Regions from separate parts of the Mus musculus genome. Here region 1 is linked to region 2. Evidence: chromatin contacts called from public HiChIP or PLAC-seq data. All regions are on one chromosome and are shown on one strand. The core of a region is the stretch at or near the end of the contact, and the rest is flanking DNA. Distances in the headings are between cores, read along the strand shown. Region 1 overlaps Xylb (xylulokinase homolog (H. influenzae)). Region 2 holds the start of Acaa1a (acetyl-Coenzyme A acyltransferase 1A).

What was found. HiChIP or PLAC-seq counts read pairs in DNA pulled down with a chosen protein or histone mark.
Region 1: a contact with region 2 is called in an H3K27ac HiChIP or PLAC-seq map of trophoblast stem cells, with 22 read pairs. The contact joins the enhancer-like site here to the promoter of Acaa1a in region 2. A contact is called at or near these places in 3 of 39 promoter capture datasets (the 3T3-L1 cell line, macrophages and neural stem cells), 9 of 484 Hi-C or Micro-C datasets (the Ba/F3 cell line, bone marrow-derived DN3 thymocytes, embryonic fibroblasts and 5 more), 6 of 115 datasets of contacts at active chromatin or transcription factors (the SCID.adh cell line, bone marrow-derived macrophages, embryonic stem cells and 2 more) and 3 of 9 other capture datasets (adipose tissue, liver and pancreatic islet).

Annotation. Positions count from the first base shown.
Region 1 is chr9:119,380,944-119,384,617 of GRCm38.p6, reverse strand. Xylb (xylulokinase homolog (H. influenzae)) reads right to left here. Exons shown (of 19, transcript NM_001033209.3): 13 at 3,001-3,116; 14 at 2,291-2,364; 15 at 1,185-1,281. Among named protein-coding and RNA genes, the nearest start is that of Acvr2b, 19 kb to the left of the region's middle. Within about 2 kb of position 2,082, at least 10 of the 459 cell types and tissues checked have an H3K27ac peak or open chromatin away from gene starts, as enhancers often do. A contact at or near this core is called in trophoblast stem cells, where this site is marked.
Region 2 is chr9:119,339,864-119,343,462 of GRCm38.p6, reverse strand. Acaa1a (acetyl-Coenzyme A acyltransferase 1A) reads right to left here and starts at 2,169. Exons shown (of 12, transcript NM_130864.3): 1 at 1,778-2,169; 2 at 1,545-1,638; 3 at 683-740. The coding sequence starts at 1,948. Myd88 (myeloid differentiation primary response gene 88) reads left to right here and starts at 3,445. Exons shown (of 6, transcript NM_010851.3): 1 at 3,445-3,599. The coding sequence starts at 3,504.

The DNA.
Region 1 (3,674 bases), core at 833-3,332, 41 kb before region 2:
ATACAGAATTAAATGAAAATTTTAAAATGAAAAATAAAAATAATAATGATAAATCTGCTGAGAGACACTTGGTGGCAAGTGTTCAAATCTCAAAGCTCACATGGTAGAAAGAGTGAAACGGACTCCATTCTCATGCTGACTGTGTGCCTGTCCCCATCCACAAATTATAAACATACTAAGAAATAAAAAGGGAACACCCACTAAAACCCAGGGGTCTTGTTGGTCTTGTTTGAGAGGAACCTAGCAGGGTTTACAAAGCAGGATTGATTCTTGTTTTTTAAAGATTTTATATGTATACTGTAACTGTCTTCAGACACACCAGAAGATGGCATCAGATCCCATTACAGATGGACAGATGGTTGTGAGCCACCATGTGGCTTCTGGGAATTGAACTCAGGACCTCTGGAAGAGCAGTCCAGTGCTCTTAACTACTGAGCCATCTCTCCAGACCGAGTCTTGCTTTTTAACAGCAAGTTAAAAGAGGGTAAGTATCTTTATGGTCTAAAGGAATTGCTTATTAAGTATCACATATGGTCCTCACGTGCCTTCTCCACTCTAGGCTGCTGGGGTGGCCCCTCCACACCTAAATGTCCATTATTGATGGTCCAAAGACCCCTGCTAGGCACTCAGAACCAACTTCTCTGCCCTGCTTACACAATCTTGTTTCTTAGAAAATTCTGGGGGCTTCAGAGACCTTCTGGATTTAAAAAAATACAATCTGCCAAATGATGTTGGCTTGCTTTTAATCCCAGCATGTGAGGAAGAGGCAGAGGCAGGCAGCAATTCTCTAAGTTCAAGGCCATCTTGGTCTACAGAATGAGTTCTAGGACACCCAGGGCTATATTGAGAAACCCTGTCTCAAAAAACTAAGTTTTAGGATGTTTATCTGTAGCTAGCACACAGCTGTGGGCACAAGAAGACCTCTCCTAATGTCTACAGTCCATGACCTAGCGATCAGTTTAACAGTGACAGAACTGAGAAGCAGATCGCCCTGCCTCTACATCTATACCTGCTCTCTAAGGCACCTCAGTTGCTTTCTCACCCCACCCAGAACCAAGTCCACCCACCATCTCACTACAGCATCTTATAATGTAAGACCTGAATAGACACTCTCTGAGCCCCACCCCCACCTCCCCGGAAGCCCCACATGACCCCAGGACATGTCCAGCTGGTCCCTTACTTACTGACTCTGTAGCCTAGGCCTTCTGCATGAATCCTCTTGGCCATGAATTGTCCTTCAATCAGTGCTCGGATCTCCACATCCCCAGGGAATGCTGAAACCTGTCCCCAGAAAATAGGCACAGCGTGAGGGACTCTGTGTGTGTGTATGTGTGTGTGCACATGTGTGCATGTGTGTAAAATAGGTACAGTGTGAGGGACTCTGGGTGTCCATGTGTGTGTGTGTGTGTGTGTGTGTGTGTGTGTGTGTGTGTGTGTAAAATAGGTATAGTGTGAGGGACTGAGTGTCCAAGTCTATGTTTGTGCATATGTGTGTAAAAGGGTCACACGGAAATGAGAGAAACACAGCTTCTAGCCAAGAAGGTCTGGGTTCGAGCCTCCTCCACCACCTATGTGCTTGTGACTTTGGGCAGGCCATGAAGGCTAAGCCTCCACTTTCACATCTGTAAAAAGGGCTATCAGTGCCTACATCACAGAGTTGAAAGTGAAATCACAAGCATGATGCCTGGAACCCAGGGCTCCTCAAGCAAATGTCACTGTCTCTCTAAAGGGCCTTTTCCACTAGGAAGAAATTCCTGCCTTCAGGACCCAAGAGCTGCAGTGCAGTGGAAGATCCGGTTACCAAGGAAACGTCCTGCAACAAACAGCAGTCGGGAACTGTCAGGAGCTTACAGAGCACTGTGGTTGCTTGCATTCTTCCTTGGGGGAGGGGCAGGACCTGTCTAAGCCCCTCCTGAGACCCCAACTCTAGAATGCACCCGAGCACACCTGTAGATGAGCAGGCGATGCACCCCTAAAAGCTTGTTACACAGGGCTCAACGCCAGAGTCAATGCATGCAGCTCTAAAGCCTGCAGCGTACGTGCCTGAGGCTGGGAAGTCAGCTGCTGGTTAGAGTGCTTTCCGGGTAGCAAGAGGACCTGAGTCTGGAGCCTCCTACGGTGGAGCTGGAGAATCCCCTGAGGAAGCTCTGGCTTTGACTGAGAGAACCTGTCCCAATGAATACGGCCAAAGAACAGCCCAGGAAGACTCCACGCACACCGGCAACACACATGTAAACACACACACACACACACACACACACACACACACACACGAAAAAGACACAAGTACCTCCATGTTTTCCGCATTAAACCTATGACGCCCAATAATTTCAGGGGTGATCTCCATTACATCGAAATAAAAACCTGAAGCAAAAGCAGAAAGGGATTATAGCTGTCGCCACCTCAGAGCCAAAAAAATACAGTTTCTCAAAAAACTTCCAAAAAGATGAAGCAAAAGTTATGTCATCTGTGCCTCAGTCTCCTCCCGCCCCCCAGAGGAGCCCTGTGATATCCTGCGACCTTTCTCTCACGGGACAGAGGGGACTGGAAAGGCCCGGGCTGTTCTGAGGCAACCTCTCTTATTCCACTTGGCAGCTCAGCTGAAGAACAGCTGTCTCACTAACCCTGAGCACCAGGTGAGGGATGCTAGGAGAGACATGTCCCTTCCTTCCTCAGGACATAGCCTGCTGCTGCCTTCTGTCTGGGGCAGACACCTGCATACTGAGAAGGAGCGGGCCACGGGAGATCCTGTGGCAAACCACCTCTGATGCCATCTCCAGGGATATTCAAGGGGACGAAGATATAACTCGAGTCTGACCTTTCACTGGAGGTTTAGGGAGCAGCAGCCAAGGGTAACCACGTGAGTGCACCCTCAGAACCTGGGGACCCACACCAGCTCATGAGAACACATGTGGAGACAGAAAGCACCCCTCCCAGCTTCTACACACCCCAACTCATGGTGCTCCGAGCCTTGCTGCCCTGTCCACAGGCCCAGCCTACCCAAGTTTCCGTTGTTCCCCATCGCCGTGGACTTCAGGGCCTTAGAGAACTTGTTCCAGGAACAGGAGGCCGACTCATCTCGGATCTTCTCTCTCATGAGGGAGCCGTTTTTAAAGCTGCAGAAACAGACACAGTATGAGCCCTGGGCTCCCAGGTTTGGTGATGTTAGGTTGGAATCCAGGTGCCCCCCCCCCCCCATGCTAGGCAAGGATTTTCTCCCAGACTGGACACAGGGTTGTTGAAAGAGTCCCAGGCAGAAGGTCTCCAGGTCAGGCTAGACCACAACCCATGGGAGGGGCATAACAGGCAGCCCAAATCTCAAGTATTTTAGTGTCTCCTTTGGTTTCATGGACATCCTGGAAGGTACTAGACTCACGCTTATCTTGGGATATGTTTATGCTGGCCACTGCACAGAGGGACCCACACAGGGCTCTCTATACCTTGCTTCTGCTCTTCAATAGCGCTGGGTACTAGCCCAACTAGACCTGAATATTCTCCAGTAGTTCTAGATGCTTACAGCTCAAAAGCCTTCTGAGCCAAGTTGCTTCCAACAGGTACCAAAGGCCTGTGACCAGGACATGGAGCATGCAGCTGCTGTAAGAACTCTCGGAAGCAAGCTGTCCCCAGATCATTTGCTGAGGGTCAATTTAAACATGTAGGTCAGAGCGCCACGA
Region 2 (3,599 bases), core at 920-3,419:
AGGGACTGGCCAGAGCTAGGTGAGTAGGAGAGAGCTCTCTATGGGGACAGAATAGGCAGAGTGAGTGTATAGGGGGCAGCCTGCACAGCAGAAGAAGGGAAAGTCAGAATGAAGAAGCGGGTGAGAGATGAACTGGAAAGTTACAAGAGGAACTAGGAGGCTAAGCCGACCCATCCCACATCTCTAGAGGGAAGGTTTTTCCCTGTTCTGACTCTGGCTACTGTTGCTACTGTTTCTCACCCACGTGGTAGGAAGAACTAAGGGAGGTGGGTTTTAATCTACACCTGGAAGTAACTGGACGACTGTTTCCTCACCTGGAAGGCCAAGATGACCAGGGACCCTGGCTTCCCCACCCCTCCCCTCAAGCTTCTGATAACTGACTGAGCCTGGGGTTCTTAAGTGGCTCAACTAGGAAATGAAGAAAAGGCCCTGATCAAGTGGTCACGTGATTATTAATCTGCCACGTGAGGACAGAGTCCATGCCTCCAAAGGGTAAACAAGCTGGCTTTGGGAAACACCTGGTCACCTTTGCTCCAGTCCCTGCCTCTGGGCCGGGTAACACACCCTTCAAAGCAGGAGCAATGTTGGGTCCAAGGATTCTGGCTGACTTGGTATCGAGTATCCAATCTGATAACCTGTCACCTACAGACTGGTTAATCCCTACCAGAGGGAAAAGAGTTACCTCAGAAATTGGGCGATGCGTGCCATGACAGCCCCGGCTCCTGGCTCAAGAACATTGCCTGTAGATAGAAAACGTATTCAGTACCAAGTAGTGTCCTGCATACTAGGGTTCAGCTGGGAGTCCCAGAGAAGAGACATTCCAGATCTTTCTTCCGGATCACTTTAGGGTTTTCCCAGGCTCATGTGAAACTATAAAAGTTCAGTGTGTGGAAAATAGGGAGACAGCTACCCAACAGCTTGTCATCCACCTGTCCAGTGATGGAGGGCCAGAGCATGCTCCTCTAAATCACAGGCTTGGGGGCAAGGGCTTGCCTGGTAACAGGAGAGACTCTAGAGTAAGAGACACTGTGCAGAGCCATGGGCAAAGGGAGTCTGCAACTGCTCACCTCCCCAAGTGTCCTCCGCCAAGCCCTGCGTTGCTGCAGGGACGAGGAACAGGCTGGCACCTCGGGACAAGACCGTGTCCTACTCTATGTTCTAGTTCAGGTAAAGCAGGGGTTAGGACAGGGTGGGGGTGAATCCATCTGCACCTGTAACCCAGGACACCATGTAGGTAGAGAACTGCGTTTTCTCACCTCCTGCAGTCTCCAGGAACATCTAGGCTTCTGTGGTGACCCCCAGCCATAAAGTTATTTTTCATTGCTACATCAGAACTGTAATTCCGCTACTGTTAAGTATCGTAATGTAGATATTTGTGTTTTCCGATGATCTTAGGCGAACCCTGTAAAAGGGTCCTTCAACCATCCCACTTAAATCGGTGGAGTCTGTAGTCTTGCTCAGTGAAACCCAGGTTCTCGGAGAGAAAGTGAAGCTTCGGGAGGAGGGCGGGGGAGGGCCGGTGCAGGACCCGCAGGGGAGCTCACCCACGGAGATGTCTCCCAGCTGCTCAGGCTTTAGCCTCACGTCCTGGAGAACCGCGGTCAACACGGCCGACAGAAGCTCGTCGGGGGTGGTGTTCTGCAGGGCGAGGCGCAGCAGCGGTGAGCCCAGCTCCCGCATCCCCGCCCGGGGACTCTGCGGTCACCGGACCCCCGACGGCAGAATTCCATCCGCGCTGGCCGCCTTCTGCTCCCCTCGCCCGCCCGAGGGGCCTCACCTTGAAGCCTCCACGGCTGGCGCGGCCGATGGGGGTGCGCCGTCCGTGCACCACCACCACGTCGGAGGCCGAGGCCTGCGGGAACCTAGCGGAGCAGGGCGCAGCTTGCAGCGCGGAGCTCGACTCGGGCCGGCCGGCCAGGTGGCCCAGCACTACCTGCAGCCGATGCATCGCGGAGGTGGGTCCTACCTACTCGTTTAGGTTCTGGGTGCAGAGCTTTAGGAACAGGAATGATGGCAGGCGCAGGCGCAGGCGCAGGCGCGGGCGCAGGCGCAGGACAGCCTTCTACGTCGCAAGGCCTGAAAGGGGATCACAACCCCGGTAGAATGATACTGCGAGAGGTAGGATGGGGTCTTTAGAGGGCCTGCCCACTCCTAGGTACAACCAATTAGATTAAGGGGAGTCTGATTGAGGGCCGCCCACTCACCCCTTGCCCCAGAGTCCCGCCCAACGCCCGTCCTAAGACGCTTTCTCTCCACTCAAAGCCCCGCCCGCCAATCCTACGGAAGCCAATCGTAATGCGCACTCTTAATCCTCCTTGAAAGGCAGACTGGAAACTTCCAAGTTTGCACAACCTTTTGTAGACATTGGGGAAGGAGGTTTCCCAAACTTCTGGTTTCCTAGGATGAACTCAGCCTCAAGGGAGTCCCTCCCCTTGAGCTCAGCGCGCAGCCGCGTAGAAGGCGGAGCCCGGCCCATGGCTTCTCTGCTGAGCTAGCCCGAGAAGACCCTTGTCTCCCATCAAAATTTGCTGTGCTCAGCCCCGGGTCCCAAAACCGAGAACTGAGGACCTAGAAAATGTTGAGGCACCTAGTTAAGCCCCAACCGGGTTGGCTGTCACAGAAGCTCTCTCAGAAAACAAAGTAATTTTGGGTTCCGGGCTGGTGTGAAGAACCGATTAAGGTGCTGAACGGCAGGCAGGTTCTAACTGTAACGTGCCCCACTCGTCTTAAGCCTGTTGATCTACGTTTGTTTGGGATAGTGCCATTAGTGCCCACATTCCCCTAGGAATTCTACTAAACCCGGGGATGGGGGTGGAGGGTGGAGGGAGACCCAGTATTGGAGATTGACACCTAAATAGATTAACCAAGTGAATTAACGAAAAAATCTTCCTTGGGTCTAGACCCAACGTTAAAGAGTAAGGTGGTAGGTTCCGCGTGTTTTTTGCAGACCCCGGGAAGGTAGTGCTGTTTGTCTCAGAAAACAAAGGACAAGATACCCTAAATGCCAATTTATGGGCAAGGTCGTGGGCTTTCCCCTTTAAAAAGCAGAGTCACAAGTGACATCAGATAGCTAAAGGTAGACTGAGCCTTCGGGTTACTACTTCCGAAGCCAGTCTGTCTCTTCCCTCCCTACTACCAGAATATAAATTACTGTACAGAAGGGCTGTAACTCCTTCAAGTCCTAAACAAGGCTGATTGAGCTAACCATGCATAATAACCACTACCAGATCGCCTAGTCCATCCACCTTGATCGGTGGGCCAAGGCAGATGCCAGAGGCGGTTTATATAAATTCTCACACCTTCGAGGGGAGGTGAGCAAACGTTAGAAGCACAAGTGGGTTGACTTTTAGGCTGGGTAGTTCTGGCCCCGTAGTCTAGATTCTAGCAAAGGGCGGAGCTTCTCGGAAAGCGAAAGAAGGAGGGGCTGGCAGGAGACTTAAGGGAAGTAGGAAACTCCACAGGCGAGCGTACTGGACGGCACCGGGGGCCCAGGGTTGCCTGCCATGTCTGCGGGAGACCCCCGCGTGGGATCCGGGTCCCTGGACTCCTTCATGTTCTCCATACCCTTGGTCGCGCTTAACGTGGGAGTGAGGCGCCGC